Linked DNA regions of Macaca mulatta: all the other regions are linked to region 2. Evidence: chromatin contacts called from public Hi-C data. All regions are on one chromosome and are shown on one strand. The core of a region is the stretch at or near the end of the contact, and the rest is flanking DNA. Distances in the headings are between cores, read along the strand shown. Region 1 holds the start of ELAPOR2 (endosome-lysosome associated apoptosis and autophagy regulator family member 2). Region 2 holds the start of DMTF1 (cyclin D binding myb like transcription factor 1). Region 3 holds the start of TMEM243 (transmembrane protein 243).

The links. Hi-C and Micro-C count contacts between places; a contact is called where the count stands out from the background.
Region 1: a contact with region 2 is called in a Hi-C map of fetal cortex germinal zone, with 2.4 times the contacts expected there. The contact joins the promoter of ELAPOR2 here to the promoter of DMTF1 in region 2. A contact is called at or near these places in 2 of 14 Hi-C or Micro-C datasets (cortical neurons and fetal cortex germinal zone).
Region 3: a Hi-C map of cortical neurons shows a contact between it and region 2, with 4 times the contacts expected there. The contact joins the promoter of TMEM243 here to the promoter of DMTF1 in region 2. A contact is called at or near these places in 3 of 14 Hi-C or Micro-C datasets (CD4 T cells, cortical neurons and liver).

The regions. Positions count from the first base shown.
Region 1 is chr3:132,339,908-132,343,496 of T2T-MMU8v2.0, forward strand. ELAPOR2 (endosome-lysosome associated apoptosis and autophagy regulator family member 2) reads left to right here and starts at 1,672. Exons shown (of 22, transcript NM_001194030.3): 1 at 1,672-2,046. The coding sequence starts at 1,858.
Region 2 is chr3:132,250,480-132,254,014 of T2T-MMU8v2.0, forward strand. DMTF1 (cyclin D binding myb like transcription factor 1) reads right to left here and starts at 1,835. Exons shown (of 18, transcript NM_001266901.1): 1 at 1,696-1,835. LOC114677126 reads left to right here. Exons shown (of 3, transcript XM_028846573.2): 2 at 3,316-3,535.
Region 3 is chr3:132,185,427-132,188,879 of T2T-MMU8v2.0, forward strand. TMEM243 (transmembrane protein 243) reads left to right here and starts at 1,885. Exons shown (of 5, transcript NM_001194372.2): 1 at 1,885-2,090; 2 at 2,685-2,977. The coding sequence starts at 2,900.

The DNA.
Region 1 (3,589 bases), core at 422-2,921, 89 kb after region 2:
TAATAGAAATACATTTTAAAAAATAATAGCATTTTTCTCTTCTACCAAAATAGTAAATATCAGAAGTATTATAATCTAGGGTGATGTGAAATAAATACTCATGAACTGCTGGTAACAACTGCTACAAATTTTTTGGAAGGAATTTGTATATTATTCATCAAAAACTTTAAAAATGCACATACCATGTGACCCAATGTTTTCCCTTCTAGAAAGGTATAACAAATTATTTAAAGATATGCACACAGATTATGTTCCAAGGGCATTCTTTCCAGAATTATTAATAACACTGAATCCTCAATGTCTAATATCTAATAGTAAATTACATATATCTAAAGAGTAGAAAATATTATACAATTATTAAAGTTGTGTTGTTGGAGACTTTAATGATTTGAGAAAATATTTATGTTGTTAAGAAAAAAAAAAGCAGGTTACAAATTATTAGTCCAGTTTTGCAGTACACACAGAGTTAAAAAAAAAAAAAAGCAAGGAAATTCCTCAACATGTTAATACCATTAACAATGCTCTCTGGGTGGTAGGATCTCTAGTTATTTTTATATTCTTCCTGATACTTTTCAATATTTTCCAAAATGTTTACAAAGAACATACATTGTTATAATCAGAATATAGGTGTGATACACAAATCTATGTGTGTATACATACACACAAACACATATACAGAGACTGTCATGTGAAAATTTCGTTAAAAGGACATTAGAGATAGTGCCACAAACAAATGTGCCACAGGCCAACTTACAATGAGTGGGCCAGGTGGATTTGTCCAGGTATTCAATAATCAGAAATTTGGATGCTTCTTTTGAAAAACACGATAACTCACCCATTTACAGAATCTTAGATCAAGAAGGGATCTTGAGATCCCTGCCACTGAGGAAGGCCTTGTGTCCATCTTGTTCACCAGTTGGTGCCCATCACCTAGTTCAGTATGTTTTTGAATGAAAGAAGAAAAGAGCACCCCAATCATTGTACAGATGGAGAAACTGTTTCCTCCAGAAAACACAGGGCTTAATGCCCAATGTTACACATCTCCACGAAATAACACCAATAGCAGCAATAATTACAGCTACTACTACTACCAACACATGTCACCTACTGTGTGCCAGGCACTCTTCCAAGTGCTTTATGTACCTCAACTTACTTAATCCTCATAATAATCCTACGTGGTGGGTATTATTTTCATTAAATAGGTGAGAAAACTGAGTCACACACCACGTCTCTACACCTCAGTCCTCTTTCTTCCCCGCCATTTCATGCACACCCTAATCACCTAGAAATTGGATCTGACGCTAGCCAGCACAGATCCTTACAAGGGACGTTCCCAGGGCGCATCTGTGTGTTTGTGTGCAATGAGGAAAGTAGGGAGCTTTTTAAAGACCCGCCGCCAGAAAACAATGTCCTGATGTCCTGTATTTACTCTAGCTTCATCCCGGGAGCGCCCCTCCCAGTGGGCCAAGGGGACCTGAGATACCCGACTCCACGGGGTCCCCAGCCTCTCTCGCCCTCTAGCGCGAGGCGAGCGCCTCGCATCCCCTGGGGACCCGCCGGGCTGGGCCGCAGCCCCCGTCCGCGCCACCTGCTCCCCAGCTCCCGCGTCCCCGCCCCGCGTCCCGCCCCCGCGCCGCGCCCGCGCCCGGCGGTCCCTCCCTCCGGCGTGACGGGAGCACCAGCGCTGGCTGCCCGGGCCGCGAGCGCAGCGGAGCTGTCAGCGGGCGGACAGGCAGGGGGCGGGGGAGCGGCGAGCCGAGAGCACAGCAGTCGCGGCCCGGGAGCCGGAGCCGGAGCTGCCGCTGCACCCCGGGAAGGCTGCCTTGCCGCCGGCCTGCCGACCGCGGCGGGACGAAGATGCTGTTCCGCTCCCGGGGGCCGGTACGGGGCAGGGGCCGGGGGCGGCCGGCGGAGGCTCCCCGCCGCGGGCGCTCGCCGCCCTGGAGCCCCGCCTGGATTTGCTGCTGGGCGCTCGCCGGCTGCCAGGCGGCCTGGGCTGGGGACCTGCCCTCCGCCTCCAGCCGCCCGCTTCCTCCTTGCCAGGAGGTGAGCAGCACCTGGTCCTCTACCTGGAGTTTGCGGGGGCGGGGGGAGAGCGCGGAAGATGAAGGCTGAGAGCGGTGCCTGTTTATTTCTGTTTGCCATCCCCTTTTCCTTTGCTTGGAGAACAGGGGCTTTCGTTTGCTTCGAGGGGTGAAGTTGCCCGGCCCGGTAGCTGGCCCGGAGAGGATGTGTGACTTCGCTGTCTCTCGGGGGATGCTTTTCTGTCTGCGCCCGTGTGTTTTGGGGGCTCTGCAGGACTTTGCGGCGTCCTTTTTGGAGAGCCAGGTTTGAGGACCTGGGGTCGAGGGAAAGATTTCAGGAAGGGGAGGAGACTGGGGAAGCCCCACCAGTGGGATTTGGAGAACCATCTCATCACAGCTTTTCCAGAGAGCCAGACACAGACACCGGAGGATTTCCCGCTCCTCCTCCCCCTGTCTCCACTCCTCTGTCTCTGCAAACGCCTTCGTCCCTGCACTCCTCTGCCCTCAGCTTCCTGATTCAGGCCCTGTGGGTTTGCTAAGCCAATGTGTGGTGTCACTTAGCATCCTTCTGACAAAATGTGGATTTGAATTTGGAAAAAGAAAAAAAAAAGAGTATGTATTTGGTAGAGAAGAGGCAGGTTGATGATGGGGAAAATTAGAAAAGACAAAGTGAATATGCTCCTTTTGGGAGGTGCTTTATCACCTGGCTGAAGTGTTGCCGCGATATATTTTATAGCTTGAGATTATTGTTGATTTTAGGTCAAAAAGGATAAGCTATGGGTGATGAGATTTTTCTCTGGTTTTTAGAAGAACGAGACAGTGTGCCAAAAATTTACAGGGGGTGTCACTGGTACTTGTATTGGGTGTTTTATCTTTCCATTTAGTGTTCCAGAAAGTGCATCCTCTTAATGAAAATCAGTGAGGGGAAGGAAGCAACATTTCTGACCTAATTTGATTGTGTTGAGAGGATATGTGGAATAGATACTGTTTTTAGGAAGATTGTTAGGAATCTGGGCGATGGGTCATTTTAATTAATGTAGCAAAAATAGATTAGCCAATAGCCCCTCTGGGAAGAAAGGCCAGACCCTGTTCTTTGTGTATGTTGCTATAACTTCCGAATTTTACCGAGACTTGAATTACAGAGTATCTGTATTCTAGACATCGTCCATCATCTATGGATTTTCATCTTTCTCTCCTACAGTACAGGTCCCAGGACAGACTGAAATGAAAGAGAATCGGATCAAAGGCTTGTGTGTGAACACACAGCAATGTTGTAATTGGGCAAATCAGGACAAGAGCTCAACAAACAGCTGTGTTTAATTCTAGGGTTTTTTTTTTAATAGTATAATGAGCTTAATCTGTATTCTACAACTTTATGTATCACCTGGGAATAATCCATTATTCCAGGTTTCCACAGAAAGCTGCTTCTTGGACATCTCGGATTGAACAGTTGTGACAAGATAAATTTTATCCTCCAGCCCCCAACTTCTAATATGCAGAATGTATGTTTCTAAACTGAAAAGTCTTAAGCTTCTCATAACATCGATTCTTAATAATGAAAATCT
Region 2 (3,535 bases), core at 585-3,084:
GACAATAAAACTATATTGCTTATTAAAATGTTATTTTTCACTTCATGTATGGTTCAGGAGCTTATAATGTGTTATTTGGTACACTTGAAAGATTTCATCTATTCAAAACTGAGTACTTTTATACAAGGCACCATCAGAAGCTCTTTAAATGGAAATATACAGTATCACCAGACGCCTGTGATTTACAGTGAATTTTTTTTTTCAAGTTAATTTTTAAAGCACATTTACTCATCAGATACTAAAATATACACAGGCAGTAAAATAAACCTAATGAGCATTTCTGATACATAACACCTGATGGGAAGTGAATGAATCAGCTTTGACCACTGGTGATTGGAAAAATGACCTAACAGTGTACATAATCAAAATGACATTTAAATAAATGAAACGGTAGAAAATTAAATTGTTCATAATGAATTCCCCAGTGTGCTTTTCCCTGACAACTTATTTCTAGTATTCAGTCATGGAATGGATTATCTTTCTACAAAATTGGGGCGGGGGAAGACATGATAACCACGTTCCTCCTTTTATTTAAACTTATCTACCTTTATAGAATCAGAGCAAACACAAAATCTATTTGTGATTTCTATTACAGGAATTTTCTTCACAAAATGAAAGCACCATCAAGATAAAGGGAGAAATGACACGAAAGCAAACAAATGCCACATACATTTGGTAACTATCTGTATTTTATCTTTACTATTTTGAAATTAATAAAAATCATTTAGTTTACCACTTTCTCGGGTCATCTTATCATTTGGAGACATAAAGGACCTGAAATTGCAAAGCATTTAAAAGTATATCAATTCCCAGGAAATCCTTTCATATGTGAAAAATATGGTGGTAAGAAAAAAAATGGACTATTAAAATGAAAACTCCATTCTGGAAAGGCAAAATAACACCTCAGTGTTAAATATGCAGTCTCTACATATGATATTAAAAAAAGTAGAATGAACCCTCCCTAAACTTAGTTCCTTTCTAAGCTTTTGATGTCTTTGCAACAGACAGATGTGTGTTTAATACAAGTGATGCAAGACGTCAATACTTTCAAAAACACTTCTAAGCTCTCTCAATATTTTAACATCTATGTGCCAGGCAGTAAATCCTTAGGGAACACTTGTTTCACATTATCGCATTCATCCTCACAGGTGTTAATTTAAGCCAATGCACTTAATGAAGCATGGCAAAAGCAACTGTTTAAAATAATGAGATGTTGTTTTCAGGACATGTAAGTTTATTACACCATTAATAAAAACTAGAGTCTGTAGATGTTGGAGAGATAAATGAGGCTAATAGAAAGGTAAGATTTTTGCGGAGAAAGTAAAGGCAAGATTTTGTGATTTAAATACTAACCAATGATATCAAACTAACCTTATAAAATACATACACTATCTCCCCACCTTTAAAGCACCCCTGGGGTGTAATGAGATAACTAAAGCACTGAAAAACGAGATCTCTAAAAAAAGGACTAGAGGACAGCTACCTATTTTTGATATGATTCTCTACCAGTAAACATTTCCCAGCCATGCTGTTTTCGAAGCTCAAGTCATAACCCCCAAACTTTGATTTCTTCCCCTTAAAATACTTCTAAAACCTGAACACTCAAGAGAAAAATGTTTACATAAAATAATGTATTCATATAACTGCAAAGTATGAACTTAAAGTTCTAAGAAAGATGCAATGCCCAGTACTTACTGATTAAATGTTGATGAAGACAGGGCAATAGCATTTTGGCTCCACCATTAGCTCAACTGCAACCAATTAAAGAGATTCACGCAGAATATGCAGGTGCTAAATCAGTCCCAAAAAGCATATTTTGGGGTGAGCCTATCAACTAAAATAGTAAGAAAAAAAATTAGCTTGTTTGGTGGCATACAGAAGTATTGGGAGTTAAAATGAGATAAAAATCACCATAAATCATTAAATGTATTTTTCACACCTATAACATAATGGTTTTTTTCCAGAAACAATCAGGCTGGTTTTCGTGCTTTGTGTACGGAAGAAAAAAACTATTCTCACACCAAACTGGATTGTCTCAGCATGACAATTTTTGTAACGTTAAGGAAGGTAGTTTTAATCTTTTTTCTCTAAATCTTAACAATTTCTAAATCCTAACCAAATAAATCTTGTCTCTAGTACACCATAAGAGCAAAAAGATAAGATTTTGGTGTACCGCCATAGTCATTCTCTAAATGTTAAAGTGATGGTAAATTATTCAAATTATTAAAAGACAGTAATCCTCAGAAAGCTATTTGAAATATAAATTCAAAACTAGCTTAAAGAAATTTGAAGTAATGAAAAAATATGAAACCCTTAACTGAAAAAAACAGATTTTGTAATACTTTCAACATAGTAGAATAATATTTTCGTATTTGGACTGGAGCTTTATAGTTTTCTCCCACGAATTAAAAATACAGGTATAACTTAAAATTTTCCAAATGGCATCACTTTAAGACACAAGACACGTCATATTAAAAAATAATTCTACAGAATATGCATTTTTGTAGGACGTCCCAACAAGCAGCCTCGCCTGTCAGAAAGGAGGCACACGTACAAAAATCAAATCCATGTACATTAAAAAGAGGTACACAAAGATGAATCGAGTTGCGAAAAAGGCAACTACACAAATTCAATGAGAAAGGGAGGAGTCCTGACTCATAGACCGAATATTTTATATAAAGACATATGCTCTATCATTCAACTGCACAGAATGGCACTTGGCCACTTCTCTCAAATCTGCTCTGGAGATTGTGGTAAAACATTCTATATACCTCCCTGAAGAAATTCTCAAAGCGAAGTCCATTTTAGAGAACAAAGTGGACTTAATTTTAGGAACTTTCTCGGAACTCGGCACAACAGAGTAATTACTACTTTACAGACGCATTTTCCGTGCTCCACCAGGGCTCTGTCCCCGCGCCCCAGCCCACATCCCTTCTTTAAAGAGACTCAAACTGACAGAGACGGTTCGGCCAGCTACCCGATTCTCTAAGTCTGGGCCGTGAATCGCCGAGCAAGGCTGAACCCCCGCAAAATTACAGAAGAATTTAAAGCGCAAACGAGGTAAAAGAACAACAAAAAAAGCAAAGGAGGGGAAGTTGGGTCGAGACCCGCCCCCACTCTCTCAACCCCACCCAAGCCTACCTCTCCTACGCTGAACCATAAAACAAAACCGAAAACGTAACAAAAATACAAATTTTAAAAAGAACATCACAAGAAAACAAGTAGGGCTTCTTTACTGTCTCCACTCCCTCTGGCCCAGTTCTCTACCCAACCTCCCGGCCCACCCCACCCCCCAGGGGTCCCGGCGCCATTTAGCTCCTCCGAAGCCGCCGCCATTTTCCGCCCCCGCCGGATCGCTGCTGTGCCTCGGCGGCCGCTCGCTTCCCTACTCTGCAGCCTGAGCCACGGGCGCCGCCCGGCCCTAAGAGGGAGGCCCTGGCCGGAACGTGCGGGGACGGCAGCTGCAACGTCAGGAAGGCCAGGCTCCGACCCCGCCCGCAGTGCCCCGGCGCCGACAGCTTGCGCCAGCCGGCGG
Region 3 (3,453 bases), core at 635-3,134, 65 kb before region 2:
TTCATAATCCAGGCTGTCCCAATCAAAACTCCTTGTGAGAACCTGAACTGAGAAACAGAGACCGGGCCTGCCAAGCAGTGGTGGACACTGGAGCTGTAAGGTCCATTTTCCTTGAGTTTAGCACCAAAACAAACTAAAGCCATATGCAAGTTGAAGTTTTGGAAAAGTAGTGATCATGAGGAAGCAGAGGAAGCTGGTTTTTAGGAAAACAAATGAAACAGAGACATAGAAAATTGATGAGATGGGAATAAGCAGCTCTCAAGTGCTAAGGTCACGTTACCTTACTCAACTATCCACCTCCAACATAGCCTCCACGATATCTGGCCTCTCTGGACTGGCTTTTTGCTTCTCCTCCTCATCTTGGCTAACTCACATTCTCCTTTTGGGTCCTGATTTGGGCTTCCTCAAGAAAACTTTCCCTGCCACCTGAAGCTATTGGGTTTCCTCCCATGTATCCTCATAGCATTCCATTGTGTCCAGTTCACAGCACTTGTCACCATTTATGACAGCCACTATTTGAATATTTATTTGTTGGTATCATATATTCTTTATTACTTTTTTCAAAAAATGTTGAACATAGATACTATAGTTCCACTTATTATTATGATCTTCACTTTTTACATATGAAGGGGCTCAAGAGAGGTTAGATAACTTGTCTAAGGTCACATAGCTTGTTGATGGTGGCATCAGGGTTTGAAGGCAGAAACGATCAACCTCAAAGCTTGTGCTTTTAGCCACCGTATCTCTTTTCTCTAGATTCTAATTATGCATCTCTGTTTTCCACTCTAGCTTCAAGGCTATGACTATGCCTGTGTCTTCATCACTATATCACCACGTCTGGTAGTTGTCCGGTACATAGCAGATTCTCAAAAGTATTTTGTTGAACGTGGCTAAATGTGAGTGAATAAAGTTATTTGTACCGCCATTCAATCTTCTAAGATAACTGGGTGCAGGATTGTGTAGCACTGCTGTTTTATCAGGAAGTCCTGAGCAAACAAACATGATTTGTAAAATATATAACTTGTAGGTCAGATATTCACCGTACTAATTCTACTCAGTGTTGCAAATTCCAGATCTATGTATCTACATCGTTTGTAGTCCATCCCGTGCCCTAAACTGTTGAGTGGACGCCTAGAATCATGACTTGGATTCTAAATGTTGTGTGGGTACAACGTTCCAACCCAGACCCTCCCTGCACACAAACGTTTTCAGAGCTCTCTTCAATCTAGGCGCTATATAGTGCCCTGAGAATCCAGCGTGGTTGTATGTTTCCAAATATTTATACATGATTCAAAATGCAGAGTGTCGTTGTTACTTTTAATGACCTGTCCACCTCCAGTTGTCTATATCCTAAAACCTGGAAGACGAGATTGGTACGCGAAGCGCTGGCTCCACAGCTGCAAACGTGCTGAGTCAGCACCATCACTGGCGGCATGACGGACAAGTCAAAGACGTATCTAGCACTACTGCCTCCTAACTTTCTGTAAACACATAAGATCTCTGTCACAGAACAAATCAAGGCAAACACGCAAACAACCCTAAACCAAAATTACCAGTGACTGCCATTCTGTCCTTGTTAAGCGAAGACTGAGGTGGTTAAAGCAGGTTGATTGTTTTTAAGATGCTTTCAGCCAGGTGCAAGGTTATCTGCAAAAATGTGCTTTGCCAAGTGGATCGCATGGACACTAATTACTAAGGGCTAAGGAGCTGAGAAACGTCCAGCTGCAGAGATTGGCCGCCCTAAGGGGACTAAGCTGGCACCTCTAGAAATAAAGCTCCGCAGCCAATGCGGCGCCTCGGCCCGCGGGATTGGCTGCCTCGGTTGTGACGCGACCTGGGCGGGCCGACTTGCGACGGAGGCCGCGGGTCCGGGTCGGGGGACCCGAGAAGGACCCTAGAGGTGATCCGCAGCGCTGCGCCCGGACCGCGCTCCCGCCCTCCGCCAGCGCGGAAGGTCTATTTCTCCCCCACGCATCTGGCCCGCGTCCCCGGGCCGCGGCACCGGATCCCGGCGGGGGTGTGGACCCAGGGCCCGCTCTCTCCGGCGCGGCCAGAGCCCCCCAGTGTGCGAGCGCCTAGGGGATGCCGAGGTTTGGCGGGTGCGGGGCCAATCTGGGCAGGGCCGAGCCGAGATTCTCCCTGTCTCTGTGCCCTGACCGTACTCCTGCTGCGGTTCCGGCAGAGAGCGCGGGGAGAGCAGCGGCGGGAGGTGCGGGGAGCACGCCGGCCGTGGGGTAGAAGCAACACTTGAGAGGGGATCCAAGTTGCTTGGCTCGGCCCGAGCAGCGACCTGAACCCGCCGCCCTGCGGGAGGGGTGTGCGGAGCGCTGGGCTGTGCTCCTACAACTTCACTCCTCCCGCCGCTGGGGAACGTAGCGGGCGAGGCGCAGAGGGCTAGAAAAGGGATTCTCAATGCATTCTTCCAAGAAAACTTTTTCTCCCTCGAACATGAAGGAATACGTGTTCACTGTAGAAAATTGGGAAAACATGGGAAATTAATTGTGTAAAAAATGGGGGGCGAGGCGTGGGAGTCACTCCCGGGGCGAGGGGACTGCGATTTGCTTTGCTAACCGCAGCCGGGGGCGCCGAAGGCCGAGATTTGAGGAAGTGGGAGCTGCCCGGGCGGGGGCGTCCCGCCGAGAGTCCGCCACGCAGTGTTTGTTTCCTTTCACTTCCTGCGGCAGCTGCTCAAGATGAGGAGGTGCGTGGGGCCGGGGCGGAGCGGCAGCGTTCTCCGCGTGTGAGCCCCCACCCATCGCCGGCGCCAGCACTTCCCTGACCACTCGGGTTCGGCTATGCGGGAGCCGTGAGGAGGAGGCTTGCTGTCGTGGACTTGAGATCTCGGGAAGTCATGCTGGCTTGCTTTTAAGTGGCTTGGGGAAAGTGAAGAAACCCCAAAATGGAGGACTTTGCTACTAGGACCTATGGCACCAGTGGCCTGGACAACAGACCTCTGTTTGGGGAGACGTCCGCCAAGGTGAGTGCGGATTGTGTTTCCAGACTGGGATGGGGGGTGTGTCTGCGGCCTGCCCTCCCGCCGAGTCCTGGCTGGGTCCTGCTGCTGCTCCTAAAAGCACTGTTAGGGAGGAAGCTGGTTCTGCAATACCGCTTCCCTCTCAAGATGTTTGCCCGGCCAGTCAGTCGTTGCCTGCTTTGGGACACGTGGTTGGCCAAGAGCGTTGAAGGCTGGAGTGGAGAAAAGTTCAGAAAGTTCGGGGTTGTTGGAAGCCCTTCTGGGGAGTGCGGAAGCCCCTCCGGAGGGGGGAGGTTGATTTAGTGGTTGTACAGCTGCACCTGCAGCAGGAGGACTGATCCTCCAGAGGCTTCAGGTGTGTGCCCAAAGCTTCCTAAGAGAGCCGAGAAGGGGTGCTTCATGATTCCTGTTTAAATAGAACTGTTAAGGGTTCATTGCTGAGCAGTGAAGCAGCCAAGCAAGGAAAGGGGAGAGGCTTG